Regions from separate parts of the Mus musculus genome. Here regions 1, 3, 4 and 5 are each linked to region 2. A link is a contact called in public Hi-C, HiChIP or PLAC-seq and promoter capture Hi-C data. All regions are on one chromosome and are shown on one strand. The core of a region is the stretch at or near the end of the contact, and the rest is flanking DNA. Distances in the headings are between cores, read along the strand shown. Region 1 overlaps Dnaaf5 (dynein, axonemal assembly factor 5). Region 2 holds the start of Lamtor4 (late endosomal/lysosomal adaptor, MAPK and MTOR activator 4). Region 3 holds the start of Pcolce (procollagen C-endopeptidase enhancer protein). Region 4 holds the start of Dnaaf5 (dynein, axonemal assembly factor 5). Region 5 holds the start of Ufsp1 (UFM1-specific peptidase 1).

Region 1 (2,700 bases), core at 138-2,637, 920 kb after region 2:
AGCACTGACTGCTCTTCTGAAGGTCCTGAGTTCAATTCCCAGCAACCACATGGTGGCTCACAACCATCTGTAATGGGGTCTGACACCTTCTGGGGTATCTTTCAAAAAAAAATAATTTAGAATAATTTAGAAGTTGTAAAGAGAAGCTGGATTTGTGTCTTGGTCACATAGGGAGGGCGATGCTGGAGTTTGTTAGTGTCCTCAGCAGTTGGGAGAGCAGCATGTCAGGAAGGCGAGCCATGGCCTGTGGCTTGCAGGGCTCCTACCCCAGCAGTGAGGCCTGGGAAGCCATCGGTGGCCTGCTGCAGCCCCTGTTCTCTTTCCTAGGCCCGGCTGTGGGAGAAGCGCTGCAGCATGTGATCCCCACCCTCAGGGCCTGTCTCCAGCCCTCCACAGACCCACACATGCGCCTGAAGCTCTTCTCTATCCTGTCCATGATGCTGCTGAGGCCTAAGGACACTGTCGATTCTCAGGGGTAGGTCGACCCTCAGGTCTGTGTACAGCCCACGTATGTGTTGGATGGGTCTTCCCACGACCCCCTGGGCAGGGCCCCCAAGGTCTAAAGTCCGGGCTTCTTGGTGGTCTGTATCTCTAGAATCCACCCCACTAGGTAAACAGTGATCTTGGTGAGTATACCACAGAGACACAGACAGTAAATCAAAGTCACTTTAGAGGAGTCATTAAAATTCCATCGAGTGAGAAAGTTTTAGGGCGCATTAACTATTAATGGCTTCTGTTTCGGCTGTTCTGTTTTAAAAGGCTTTTGGCACCTTTCAGACCTAACAGACCTGACTAAATTAGCATTGATGGTGAAGGCTTAAGGGTAGTCTGTTATCTCAGAAAAGCTCAGGGGCAGCTCTGCAACCTAAGAGCCTCAGATTTTATGGCTTTGAAGTAAAGGGAAAGTGGAACAAAGAGCTTAGGAAAGAACAGGCTCTCAGGGGAGGAGGGAAGCAAGCCAAGACACACACACACACACACACACACACACACAGCAGCTCATCCTGGAGAGGAGGGTAGAGCGAGGACACACACACACACACACACACACAGCAGCTCATCCTGGAGAGGAGGGTAGAGCGAGGAGACACGCACACACACACACACACACACACACACACACACACACACACCCCTCCCTCTCCTTGGTTCATTGAACAGACTAAGATTCAAATCACTCTGGGACCTTCCAATCCTGACCCTTGGCATCCTGGGTCTTGCAGATGGAGACCTGAGAACTTAAGCCCTGTGCGAGCTCCTGGGATGCCACCTCCCCCCACCTCACCCCATCCCCCACCCCCAAAATCAAAAAACCTGTCACTGTGAAGTGTGGTAAGCAAACTATAAAGTTCCCTATGAGTTTCTCATTCTAACCTTTCTCCTTCGAGTGCACTCTTAATGTGGGGCTGACTGCCAGCCTCTCACACGCTGCAGGAAATTCTGTTTCCTGCGATCTAAAAAACCTCAGGGCTGAAAAGGGACCATAAAAAGGTATTAATGAGCGTCTTGGCAACAGGCCTTCGGGCAGGCGTGTACACAGGAGTGGAGTGAGAGAATGGCTGAGCTGCCACCAGACTGTAGCCTTTTCTACACACCCAGTATGCTGAGGAACACTGCCACCCCTGACCCACAAACACAGCTGCCAGGTTTGGGCCAGGTTCCCAGTGACACACTTCAGACCTCTCCAGGGATCAGGTCAGTCTAGAGAATCCAATTATGCAGATGACTTACTGAGTGAGAGATTGCTACTGTTTGGGTAGGGACAGTTTGAAAATAGCATTGTCTTAGTGTTCTATTGCCATGACGGAACACCATAATCAAAAGAGATTTAAGGAGTTTATTTCACTTGTACACGGTCCACTGAGAGAAGTCAGGACAGAAAGCTGGAGCTAATGTAGATGCCACTGAAGAGGGCTGCCTACTAACTACTTATTGGCTTGCTCTGCCTGCTGTTTTATAGCACAGGAGCCCTGTGGTAGCACCACCCACAATGGGCAGGTTCCTCCCATCTCAACCACTAATTAAGAAAATGCCCTGCAGGCTTGCCTACAGCTAGATCTTAGAGAGGCAGTTTTTCAGTCGTGGTCCCCTTAGAATTAGTCTCTCAGCTGAGTCTAGTTTGTGTCAAGTTAACATAAAACTAGTCAGTACAAAATATTATTTGGTTTTGATTTATAATCACAGAATGGTAGAATGAAAGGTTGGTTGTCCAGTCAAGACTCAGTCTAAGGATGTCATCTCTGGCAGGGAGTCAGGATTCTTAGAGAAGGCTCTCTCAGCAAGCCAGAGTGGTAGCACCACCACATCCACCTACCACACAACCGGAGACTCCCACTCCCCACCCCTTCCTTGCACTCTTGCCTGAGCTATGGAGATGCCTGTGAGAGAGTTGGAGGGGACTACAGAAAGCTCTACCGAAGCCACTGCCTTTGCAGGGGGCCTTTGCTTCAGTGCTTGTGGTAGCCTTGAAGTAAAATTTGGTGTAAATTCTGGACTGGAGCCCAGTGAGTAAAGGCATTTGCTTCCAGACCTGACTACCTGAGTTCAGGCCTCAGGGCCCACATGGTAGAAGGAAACCAACTCCTGCAAGTTGTCCTCTGACTTCCGTGTGTGCACTGTGGACGTGTAGTACACGAGTGCAATAGATAAATGAAATGTAATGCAAAGTTAAGAAACAAGATCGGGGCCTACGGCCTAGGA
Region 2 (2,700 bases), core at 171-2,670:
CTGCAATGTTATAGAGAAGCTGAATGCTCAGTCATGGTGTGAAAACGTAATCCAGAACTCCAGCTAGCAACCTCAGCCTCTCCAGGTTGGTTTTGGATGGATGTCTGTAAGCTCCCAATTTCATGATTTCTGTTCTTTTACTTAGAAGCCTTCCCTGAAGAAACTCTCTGCTCTGCCCAGAACTCTGTCTGTTCGTAGTTGTCTTAAAGGGACTTCCTCAGGTAGTTTTGGCTGGATACTTGGATACTTGAGTACCTGATTTGATGGAAATTGATGTGCTTCTCTCTCTCTCTCTCTCTCTCTCTCTCTCACTCACTTTATAAAGTCACTCGTTCAAAATAAAAATTGTGGCTACTGTAGACCATTCTCTGGATTGTACAAAGCAGCTGTTGATATTTGTATACCCACTTCAGAGCAATGGTGCCAAGCACCTTTGCCCGCTGAGCCACTTTGCCAGCCCTACTTCAATTTTTTGGTCATGATGATTGAATCTGGGGCCTATGCATGCTAGGCAAGTTTTGAAACGATAGCTACAGCCTTGCCTCATTTTCTCTAATTAGCTGCTGCTTCTACAAGATGATTTGGGGTGGACGACTTTCTTTGTTTAGTGCTGTGGGTACAGACCCACACCCAGTATGCATAAGGCCCTGACTTTGCTTCTTGGCACTGAAAATAAATGGGGTGGGGGATATAATTCACTAATTTAGTGTACAACTTAGTAACTTCGGCACATTCACAAAGATATGCAGACTTCAATATGAATTCCAAAAAGCTTAAATCACATGCCCTGCCATACCCTCATTAATAAGCACTTCCTATTTTTTCTTGCCCCACTACCAACTAGTAATTGCTTTCAGTTTTTCTGTATTTGCAAGAAGTGTATGTGTTTTAATCAGGATCTTGGTAGGTAGCTCAGGCCTCAGTCTGGCACTGAACTCCCTATTCAGCCCAATCCTCGGCCTCTCAGGCTTTAAACTAGGATTACAAGCATTCGGCAATAGTCACAGCTAAGCGTCTTACATAGATGGGACCACATAATATATAGCCTTATGAACCTGCCCTTTCACAACCCGTCCTTTTGGTTGGGTCTGAGCCTCTGAAGGCTGAGTGGTCTCTGAAGCCATCTCCCTGGCCTGCTTTCTCTTGTTTTGGAGATTCTCAAGCTGCATTTGGTGTCAGGACATTATCATCTTGTATTGATCTTACACTACTGTGTGTACACAGCAAATTTGATTTACTCATTCATAGCCATATTTGGGCCGATCCACTCTTAACACATATACTCAAGGCAGAAAGTTAACACGTGAACAGCTTTTCACGTGTAAACCAAACCATCGTCTTTCACATTGGTACATTAGTTTCTCTTTTCAGGTTGAACAGTGACACCTAAGACTCCTCTTACATCACCGGACTGTTCTACTTTCTTCTTGGAAGCCACCGGCAGATGCATATTCCTATTGCAAAGGATAGAAGCAGTGCACGTTCGTGTGGCGACACTGCCCCGCGACTCTCCGGACAACTCTCGCAGGCAAATCCTGAGGGGCGGGGAAATGCAACCAATCCACGAATGTGTTCGGAAAGCGGGGCTCCGCAGTGGTTGATAAAGTATAATGACATACCCGCCATCCAATCCTCAAGCGAAGGGCTGGGCTACAGTCAGCTGGTGAAACCACCTGACCCGAGCCTGGAGCCGGAAACTACCTATCCGGCAGACTGCTTACACTGCACCTACGGCTGCGATGGTGAGTGTGGACGCATGCGCGGGTGTGCACGCCTGCGGTTCCGCGTCCCTGTTTTCCGAGCTTCTGTTGCCACCTTATGGCTTGCATTTCACTGTCACCTCCAGTCCACCCTGGGACCGAAAGGGAACAGAGATGGGAGGGAAGCGACAGGGAGGGCTGGAGAAGGAAGGCTCCGCTACCGGGTGTTCTGCAGCGGGGGAGTAGTCTAGATGGCACAAGGGGCGGGGCATAAGGGGACTGGAGTGGGAAGGGACATGAGGAGGGGTTGAGGGGCTAGGAAGGCCTCCTGGGTCACCTACATGACAAGTGGAAGAGCTCAGAGGTCCAATAGTGACCGTGGATGGAGACTCAGTGTTACAAGCCATTATGAGGGCCTTGGAAGGCTCATATCCAGGAGGGAGATGGGTTTGCAAGGCTGTCATGATTCTCCTTGTCTCTTTACCCTCTAGACTTCCGCACTGACCCAAGGGCTGGAGCGAATCCCAGACCAGCTTGGCTACCTGGTGCTGAGCGAAGGTGCAGTGCTGGCGGTGCGTTGTGGGAAAGCAAAGCGTGGGGTGGAGGGTGTGTGTGTGTGTGTGTGTGGGGGGGTCCTTTGGGGACACACAGCCCAGAAATCCCTTCAAATATTTCCAAGTTGTCTCTTTTTGTCTTCTCTGTGGTTCCTTGCTTGCCATATAGTAAGCTTTATGTAGTATTTGGATATGTGGTATAAAAGCTAATTACCAAAAGGTTGGGGAGGTAGCTTAGTACGGAGAATGAGTTGCCTAGCATGCACAGAGCCTTCTCTTCAATCCCAATACTGCATAAAACCAAACAGAGTGTAGTCCCAGCACTTGGAAGGTGGAAACAGTGGGTTAGATGTTCAGGCTTATCTTTGGCTACATATCAAATTCAATCACAACCTGGACTACATGTAACTCAGCCTCAAAAAACAACAAACAAACCATTACCCAAG
Region 3 (2,700 bases), core at 28-2,527, 640 kb before region 2:
ATGAATAAAAGAGATGGACCTCAGTGGTAGAGTTCTGGCCTAGTATGCCAAAGTCCCAGGGCTCAGTTCCCAGTAGTGGGATTGGACCAAGAGGAGGAAGGTTGGAGGTACTTCAGAGCATGTTACCATGGGGCCTGACGCCCTTGGACCAAAGAGGAAAAGAGGGTTTCCCAGAGGTGATGCCTGGTGGTGGGGACGGTGTCCCTGGGCTGTCAAGGTTTGGCTTGGGAGACTGATGAAGAGCAATGGGGACCAGAGGGGCCTTCTCACCGTAATTGTCCAGATGCACTTCTTGTTTGGGGGGTAGAGGTTGGGGAAACCCTCACTTGCCACGTAACCTGACTCCCCGGTCACGTCCCCTCCGCACAGGAACACAGGTCTGGAGGACAGAGGAGGTGTCAGGCAGAACCCCTGCATTGATGGTTCGTGAGAAGGGCAAGCCACGGCAATATGGGAAGATGGTGTTGGAGAAGCCCCAGCCTGTGGACTGGAGACTCCAGTCCAAGGACCACGGAAAGTGGGGCTAGGCAACCGCCCCGTCTCTCCATCCCCTAGAGGCTCCACCCCCACGCTGCCAGGAATTCCGGGAATCCTTCTCAGTCCCCCTAACCTCCTCTACCCCCCCTCCCTGTCCTGCCTGGCAGTCAAGGACAGGAGCCGCCTAACTACTTCCAGATGTGACAAGCCACGAGGCCACGAGGGGGAGGGGGCAAGAGAATTGAGGAGAGCAACAGTGGACACACAGCTAGGGGCTCCCACCTTCGCCCTGCTGCCATGCTCCTGGCTAAGGACCAGTACCTGACTTTCTGCTTGCTACCCTTCCCCCAATCTCAGTTCCTGAATGTCAGCTAACAGACAAGGTCAAGGTCTTGGCTTTCTGGGTTCAAGCTCCATGGAGGGGCAGAGGGCAGAAGAACAGTAGTGAAGGAGTGGGAACAGTGGAAGTTACAGACCAGTGTGGCCTTGCAGCAGACAGGGAGGATATGAATCTGAAGAGGAAAAGGGATTTGCTAGCAGAAGAGCTTGCAAGACCCACAGGCACAGCCCTCCCAGGACTCACAAGCATTCTGAAGCTTCCTGTGGAAGCCATCTGAAAGATATGAGACCTACCTCGTGTAGTTGGGGGTCTGGCCTCGGGCAAGAGGCAGCACCCAGGCCAAAAGGAATGGCCCCAGAAAGGAGGTTAGGGCAGCAGGCAGCATTGTGTAGGGGGGAAGTGCTGGAAGCAGCAGCTGAGTTCAGCAGCAGCAGCAGCAGCAGCAGCAGCAGCAGCAGGATAATCAGGACCAGATGAAGCAGCCCCGGGTGTGTGGGCGTGGGGACTGGCCAACTGGGCGGGCAGCAGGGGAGGCGGGACGGGGAGACAGCTGGGACAGTGCTTGAGTCCCTTCAGAGGCCTCTCTAGGTCTTGGACATATATTAATTGACCAGAGAATGCTGGGAACACATCTAGTCATATGCCACTGCCCTCTGTCCTTTGCCTGGGGACCTGGCATTTGCTGGAGACTTTCAGGTGCAGGCTGGACCCTTCTTCACCTGTTGCTTTCTCGGCATCTAGAGGGGATGTCCCCAAGTCTCTTGGCTACCCACTGTCCCACTGCACACTTCCAGATAGTTCTTGTTGCTTAAGACAGGCTTGCCATGACGCACTGGCTAGTCGGAGCTTTCGATCTTTCTGCCTCAGCTTCCCACGTGCTGGGATTACAGGCCTGCACCCCCTTCCCCAGGAGCTTCTGCACATACTTAGGACCTCCCCTTAACACTGGACCAGATCAGGCCAAGCAAAGTGGCTTTCTGACTCCTTATTTTCTCTTCCAACTATTTTAAGGTACAGAAGGGTTAAGGGGGGGGGGGGTGTGGAGTGTCCCTGTCCCTGGGCAAAGAGGGGACGGAGCAAAAAGTAAGGGAAAAGATGGGAGACAGAAGAGGACGGGATGCTGATTCCACGGGACTGTGGGCTAGGGGTGAGGTACCCTAGAAGTGACGATCAGATTGCAGGTTTGGTGCAGGTATGATGGAGGCACACCTGAAATCCTAGCTCTCTGGAAATGGAGTCAGCGTGAGCATGATTAAAGAGGTCAGCCTGGGCCACACAGTGAGGCTCTGTCACAAACAAAACCAACAGACCCAACAGAGGTTTCAAAGTGGGAAGTAAGGTGTGTCTGTCGTCCGAGTTACTTCACAAGCCCAGGCCTGACCTCCACATCACAAAGTGGGGCTTCTGGAGTGAGAAGGGGAAGGTTAGCTGGGGGTGCTGGCACTTCCTCAGTAAGACAACAGCTTGGGCTCTTTCTGTCTCCCCCCACCCCCTCACCAGCCAGGCCTCCCTCCATCCCAGGCCACCCCTCCATGAGGCCCCAGGGTTTCAAAACAGGCTTGGCTTTAGCCTTTTATTCTACTGTCCATCAAATTTCTCGCTCATGATAGTCAGGTTAGGGGCTCCTCCAGGGCAGGCCCCTGCACATTTATAAAAGAGGTCCCTCCTCTCCCCTCGAATACGCAGCACTGCTCCCCACAGCCCCACCCCCACCCCCCACCCATGTACACACAGTGTTCTCTGACACTCCATCTCTTCTCAGCTCTAGCCCACGGCTCGACTTCCTTCAGGAGGAAAGGCTAAGAAGAGGGGTTCAGCTCTCGGGAGTCGAGGTGTCTGGGCCAGCCCCTCCAGCAGCCCTCTGCAACATGTCCAGTGCCTCC
Region 4 (2,700 bases), core at 58-2,557, 890 kb after region 2:
CACCTCTAACACCAAGCCTTTGCTTGGCCAGTCACCTCTCTTCACAACTCTTTTGCCACCCTAAGCAATTTTACATGGTTCCCCTAAAGCTTCCACGCCACATTCAAAACACCTAAGGGTTCACACCAATTTCCCACAAAACTAATGTCAACAACAAAAAAAGGCCAAATTTGTTACAAAACCCAACCCCTAACATTATAAGCCTGTTCTCAGATGTGACTCGTTTGGATGCCCAAGTCATGCAGCACTGAGTCAGGCCTAGGAAGTGCCCAGTGGGGGGTCCTGACCACTGACAATACCATCTCTGACCCCCTAAAAAAACACTTCCAGCCATCGAGCATACCTCATGTCTAAACTGAGGTCAGACCGTGTGGCAGATTCACACTTGACTTCTTCATGACCTCTGAGGAACCCAGTAAGGATCAGCCATATCTACACCATTAGAAAGAACCTCAGCTTAAGCTGCCCCTGAGGAAAGGAACCTGAAGGTGCAGGCTTGCAGAAGCTTGGCCACTCAGGCCAAGTTCCAGACTCAGGCACAGGACAGCCCCACTCTTGGCCTCGCCCCTAGCCATTTGCCACGCCCTAAGGCCTGCGTCCCACCTGTCAGCCCTTGTCTCAGGCACCTCAATCCTCACGCTTCACCTTACTCAGACCCCCACCCCTCCCTCGAGCTTTATGTCCCTTCCCCAAACCTGCACCCCACCTATTATTGAAACTTGTCAGCCAGCTGCGCGGCCCATGCCCCGCCCACCTACCCCCCCATCCAACCCACTACTCCTTGCCCCGCCTCCTTCCCGTAGACCCTTATTCTTCGCCCCGCCCACAAAACCAGGGCTCCGCCTGCCACCTCCTGCAATGCTCCCGAAGTCCACACCCCGCCTATTTGGTTCTTTCCCCTCCCATTATCCCTTATTCCCCTCTCTTTACACTAAGCCCCTACCCAAGAGGCCCGTGTCCCGCCTACCAACCCCCTCGTACCGCCCACTACCTCTTTCGCCCAAGGCCCTTGCCGAGCTTGCTGTCTTCTGCCTCGCCCTCAAGGTTCGCGCCCCACCCCAGACTCCCGGACCTAGCCAATTACACTTGCTTCTCTTAGCCTCTCTCGTCCTCCTGCCCGTCACTCCGCCCTCTAAGCCCTTTGCCCGCCCACTTCCCTGGCCCCGCCTCTCCCTTACTCCCTGCCCCTCCCCCAGCATCACTCCTAAGGGGCGCACACTCAGCCTCGAGCAACCCAGGCAGCCGGAAGTCTTGCCGTAAAGCGTGCTCGGACCATCGTACTAGCGCCGGTTCCCTTGGAGACAGGCAACGCGCTCAAGATGGCGGCGCCGGCGGAGGCGGAGGTGGCCGCGGCCCCGGGCTTAACCGAGGCGGCTGAAGCCGCGGAACTGACCCGCGCGCTAAGCCGCCTGCTACCGGGGCTGGAGACGGAAAGTAAGCTGGGGCGGCGGCGCGCTCTGGAGGCTCTGGAGCAGGTACTGGAAGAGGCGGTGCGGCCCGGCGCGGATTCCGCGGCCTTCCAGGGCCCCTGGGCCCGTCTGCTGCTGCCGCGCCTGCTGCGGCTTCTAAGCGATCCGGCCGAGGGCTGCCGCGCGCTGGCCGCTCACCTGCTCGACCTTGGCCTGCGCCGCGCCGCGCGGCCCCGCGACGCTCTGCCGCGTCTGCTGCCGGCGCTCAGCGCACGCCTGGCCCGACCTGAACTCGCGCGGCCGCCGCCGGAGCCCTGCGAGGAGCTGCGTCTCGCCCTCGTGCAGCTGCTCCACCTCGCCGTAGACCTGGGCGGCGCCGCGCTCGCGCCCCACCTGGACGACGCCGTGCGCGCCTTGCGGGCCGCGCTGCTCGACCCCTTCGCTGCGGTGCGCCGGGAGGGCTGCGAGTGCGCAGCCGCTCTGGCCCGTGCCACTCCGGGTGAGCGTCCTATCCGCTTCCCTGGTTACCTAGATGTCCAGAAACTGAACTAAAGTGGGCTGGTTCCTTCGTAAGGTCATTTCCGATGGGAGGGGGCACGAGACAAGAGATCTCACCATGTAGCCCTGGCTGGTGTCAAACATAACGCTGCTTCTACTTCAGCCTAAAGTGCTAGACTCTCAGACCTGTGTCACACCCATTTCATGATCATTTTTATGCTGGGTTATGGGACTCATGTGGGAAAGGACAACTCAACTCAGTTTCTTTACTCCAGTGTCTTCTCTGTCTCTGACACGGGTCACTAACTTCCTGGATGAAGGGAGGCTGCTTCTCGTTTATTTCTACCCTCTATCTACAGCCCTGCTTGATCAGGGCTTTTTCCCTTTTTTCCTTCTAGACTAGAGTTTGGAAAAGTTAAGAGGCCCTACCTAGTGTTTAAAGTCTTCCCGGGGGTAGGGGGGAGCCAACTTTGTGAAATAGGTGTATATATCCCTCCGGATGCCTGGAGCATAAGCAGCTCCCAGCACCATTGGAGAGAAAAAGTGGGAGCTGAGGCTAGCAGAGGCCAGAGGAAGGTTTGATGGTAGCCACAGAACAGGGCCCCATGCAGCTGTATCGCATAACCAGCAGCCTCCCTAATCCCACAGAGCACTTCCACATGCAATCGGAGTCCTTGATAGGCCCCCTGATGCAGACCATCTCCCACCAGCACTGGAAGGTCCGGGTAGCCGTTATCGAAGCCACGGGCACTGTGATCCAGTTTGGCAGTGGGAACTCGGTGGATGATGTCCT
Region 5 (2,700 bases), core at 66-2,565, 960 kb before region 2:
GGGGGAGCAGGGAATGCACAAGGCGGCAAGGGTTGGAAGGAGGGGAGAGAGATGGGGTGCAAAACACAGGGTGTAATCCCTCTCTTCTCCACCTCCCCAGCCACGGAGGCTCCTTGCACCTGCCCAAGCCCCGCCCATGGGGAGGCGGCCCCGAGGCCCGGGCCGGACTTAGCCCTGTCCCTCCTCTTCTTCCTTTTCCTCCTCCACTCCGGGCTTCCGTGGCTCTAACTGCAATCCTTTCCCCTTCTGGTCTCAAAGCACACTTACTCTAGTGTGTAGCTGAGAAGGGGCCCCTCTCAGGGATACAGAACCCCACTCCATTCTCAAGCCGAGACAAAATGGACAGACTCAGGGATCTTTGTTAAACAAAAATTCAAAAAACAGGATTTTTTTTTTTTTAATGTAAAAAATTATCCTTTGGAGCTTGAGCCTGGTGTTGAGGGGAGAAGGATCCGGGGCTAGTTGGCGTCAGCCAAAGGGCCTTATAATCGCCAACTATTTCTGTATCTTCTCTCTTTTCCCCACTAACCCATGAACCCTTCTCCCACTCTGATCCTGTCCCTCCCCTCCGTCTTCCGGTGATTTTTATCTCTTCCTCTCCTTCCTGTTCCACCTCTCCCTTCATTCTCCGGATCATCCACTGTTCTCTTTCCACCACCCCGCTCGGCCTCCGACAATGCGTGTGTGCCGGCGCACTCACGACCGGTCTCCACTACCCGACCTGTTCCGTTTCTCCCACTCTTGCGGGGTGCCCTGGCCGCAGATACTCTGGACGAGGCGGAGCGCCAGTGGAAGGCCGAGTTCCACCGCTGGAGCTCCTACATGGTGCACTGGAAGAACCAGTTCGACCACTATAGCAAGCAGGAGCGCTGCTCAGACCTGTGACCCCTTGGGGGACCCCAGGTCCTGCCGCCCTGCCCGAGCCCCTAGCTGTATATACACTATTTATTTAAGGGCTGGGATATAATACGACCGAGCCCCCAGGCCCTGTCCACTCCTCCCCGACTTCCTCCCACTAGGGGCTCCCCATCTTCTGCATGTCTTGGGCTAAGCTCCCCTCCCCGCGGTGCCTTCGCCCCTCTGGGCCGCCAATAAACTGTTACAGCCACCAGAGTCTGTGCAACACGCGGGAAGTTGGGGCGGGGATGAGGTCAGAGACGCTGGGAACAGAAGCCTCGGGATTGGTGAGCACTGAGGCACCCTGCCCGCAGCATCCGGCGGAAGCAAGCGCTGGGCCCGCCCCTAGGGGCGGAGCCTGCGACTGCGCAGCCAGGCTGGTTTGCCGGCGCCTTTTAGAAGGCTCCTTAATTCGTCTGCCTGTGGAATCATCTCTCCTGCCGCTAGCCTGCTTGCTGAGAGTTCTCCGGTTCTACGTGCCCACACTGCCCGTAGCTAGTCCCAGAAAACACCAGGAACCCGGAATTGGCCCTGCCTCGATGACAGCTGCTCTACCGAGCACCCTGGAGCTGCTGAAGGACGTGCACCTGGGCCTGCCTGTGCCCTGCCATGATCCCGCCCGACTGGCCCTCCTCTCAGGCCACTACCTTTACTATCACTATGGTTGCGATGGACTGGATGACCGTGGCTGGGGATGCGGCTACCGCACCCTGCAGACGCTGTGCTCCTGGCCAGGGGGCCAGTCCTCGGGCGTGCCTGGACTGCCAGCCTTGCAGGGAGCCCTAGAGGCCATGGGCGACAAGCCCCCCGGATTCCGGGGCTCCCGTAACTGGATCGGCTGTGTAGAGGCCAGTCTCTGCCTAGAACACTTCGGAGGACCTCAAGGGCGCCTATGCCACTTGCCCCGCGGAGTAGGGCTTAGGGGAGAAGAGGAGCGGCTTTATTCACACTTTACAACGGGTGGGGGCCCAGTAATGGTAGGAGGAGATGCAGATGCCCAGTCCAAGGCCCTGCTGGGGATCTGTGAGGGGCCAGGTTCAGAAGTCTATGTCTTGATACTGGACCCACACTACTGGGGCACTCCAAAAAACCGTTGTGAACTACAAGCTGCTGGATGGGTGGGCTGGCAAAAGGTAAAAAGCGTCTTTGATTCCAATTCCTTCTACAACTTGTGCTTCACCAGAAATCTCTGAATCACCACGCCCTACCTGCACCGTTGGGTAGATCCCAGAACTGAGACTAAACACAGCCACCTATTTACTTCGCACAGGCCCCCACCGCGATCAAGTTTGGGCCTGGCACAATGATACGGGCAGGTGAATCTGAGTTCAAAGCCAACTTGGTCTACACAGCAAGGCCAAGCTGGAATTAGAGATACTGTTCTGAAAAATAATAAATTGGCGTAATTCAGCTTACTATGGCCCAGCCTGTGTTTGGGAAGGGACATACAGCACACAGTTAACACACACTACCAAAGTGTTTTTACTAGCGGGTAAAATAACGTACAAAAAACTTTTCAGCTGATGGGATAAAGTGGTCACGGGTACTGATGTAGCAATGCAGGAGGGGACATGGATGGCTCAAAAGAAGTCAACATCATCCGGGGCATCCAGGTCCCGATACTCCACTATGGCCCTTGGGTCTCCTCGAACCATCCTGTGAGATAAAGGAAATGTGAACAGATGTCCCTATAGTCAGAGACGGGGAAAGGCAGCCTGGGCATCGTTCGTGCTCACCTGTTCCGAGGTTTCCCAGGATAACCGCCTTGGCCTCGAAAAGCATCATAGTTCCCACGGCCGGCAC

The links. Promoter capture Hi-C pulls out the DNA fragments that hold promoters and counts their contacts. A called contact is a pair of places that touch in the nucleus more often than the background predicts. HiChIP or PLAC-seq counts read pairs in DNA pulled down with a chosen protein or histone mark.
Region 1: an H3K27ac HiChIP or PLAC-seq map of T-cell acute lymphoblastic leukemia shows a contact between it and region 2, with 4 times the contacts expected there. The contact joins the enhancer-like site here to the promoter of Lamtor4 in region 2. A contact is called at or near these places in 4 of 39 promoter capture datasets (cranial neural crest, embryonic stem cells, hippocampal neurons and 1 more), 1 of 484 Hi-C or Micro-C datasets (CD4 T cells) and 6 of 115 datasets of contacts at active chromatin or transcription factors (T-cell acute lymphoblastic leukemia, bone marrow-derived macrophages, embryonic stem cells and 3 more).
Region 3: a contact with region 2 is called in a promoter capture Hi-C map of pre-B cells. The contact joins the promoter of Pcolce here to the promoter of Lamtor4 in region 2. A contact is called at or near these places in 1 of 39 promoter capture datasets (pre-B cells) and 1 of 115 datasets of contacts at active chromatin or transcription factors (pancreatic cancer cells).
Region 4: a promoter capture Hi-C map of liver shows a contact between it and region 2, with 4 times the contacts expected there. The contact joins the promoter of Dnaaf5 here to the promoter of Lamtor4 in region 2. A contact is called at or near these places in 11 of 39 promoter capture datasets (the 3T3-L1 cell line, 3T3-L1-derived adipocytes, the C10 cell line and 6 more), 2 of 484 Hi-C or Micro-C datasets (CD4 T cells and embryonic stem cells), 2 of 115 datasets of contacts at active chromatin or transcription factors (astrocytes and pancreatic cancer cells) and 1 of 9 other capture datasets (embryonic stem cells).
Region 5: a Hi-C map of CD4 T cells shows a contact between it and region 2, with 5 times the contacts expected there. The contact joins the promoter of Ufsp1 here to the promoter of Lamtor4 in region 2. A contact is called at or near these places in 1 of 39 promoter capture datasets (liver), 1 of 484 Hi-C or Micro-C datasets (CD4 T cells) and 2 of 115 datasets of contacts at active chromatin or transcription factors (astrocytes and pancreatic cancer cells).

The regions. Positions count from the first base shown.
Region 1 is chr5:139,173,799-139,176,498 of GRCm38.p6, forward strand. It overlaps Dnaaf5 (dynein, axonemal assembly factor 5), which reads left to right. Exons shown (of 13, transcript NM_001081265.2): 9 at 328-475. Among named protein-coding and RNA genes, the nearest start is that of Dnaaf5, 25 kb to the left of the region's middle. Within about 2 kb of position 1,388, at least 89 of the 459 cell types and tissues checked have an H3K27ac peak or open chromatin away from gene starts, as enhancers often do. A contact at or near this core is called in T-cell acute lymphoblastic leukemia, memory CD8 T cells and pre-B cells, where this site is marked.
Region 2 is chr5:138,254,062-138,256,761 of GRCm38.p6, forward strand. Lamtor4 (late endosomal/lysosomal adaptor, MAPK and MTOR activator 4) reads left to right here and starts at 1,421. Exons shown (of 4, transcript NM_001081108.2): 1 at 1,421-1,742; 2 at 2,192-2,272. The coding sequence starts at 1,740.
Region 3 is chr5:137,610,127-137,612,826 of GRCm38.p6, forward strand. Pcolce (procollagen C-endopeptidase enhancer protein) reads right to left here and starts at 1,278. Exons shown (of 9, transcript NM_008788.2): 1 at 1,111-1,278; 2 at 271-379. The coding sequence starts at 1,202. It overlaps Fbxo24 (F-box protein 24), which reads right to left. Exons shown (of 10, transcript NM_027708.1): 10 at 2,379-2,700. The coding sequence ends at 2,631. Gm36266 (predicted gene, 36266) reads left to right here and starts at 2,580. Exons shown (of 2, transcript NR_165817.1): 1 at 2,580-2,700.
Region 4 is chr5:139,148,928-139,151,627 of GRCm38.p6, forward strand. Dnaaf5 (dynein, axonemal assembly factor 5) reads left to right here and starts at 1,308. Exons shown (of 13, transcript NM_001081265.2): 1 at 1,308-1,908; 2 at 2,556-2,700. The coding sequence starts at 1,320. It also overlaps a transcript of Prkar1b not described here.
Region 5 is chr5:137,293,354-137,296,053 of GRCm38.p6, forward strand. Ufsp1 (UFM1-specific peptidase 1) reads left to right here and starts at 1,316. Exons shown (of 1, transcript NM_027356.2): 1 at 1,316-2,311. The coding sequence starts at 1,437. The coding sequence ends at 2,090. Ache (acetylcholinesterase) reads left to right here. Exons shown (of 5, transcript NM_009599.4): 5 at 764-1,113. The coding sequence ends at 885. Srrt (serrate RNA effector molecule homolog (Arabidopsis)) reads right to left here. Exons shown (of 20, transcript NM_031405.2): 19 at 2,634-2,700; 20 at 2,351-2,553. The coding sequence ends at 2,478. It overlaps Mir8116 (microRNA 8116), which reads left to right and starts at 427; the gene lies at 427-523.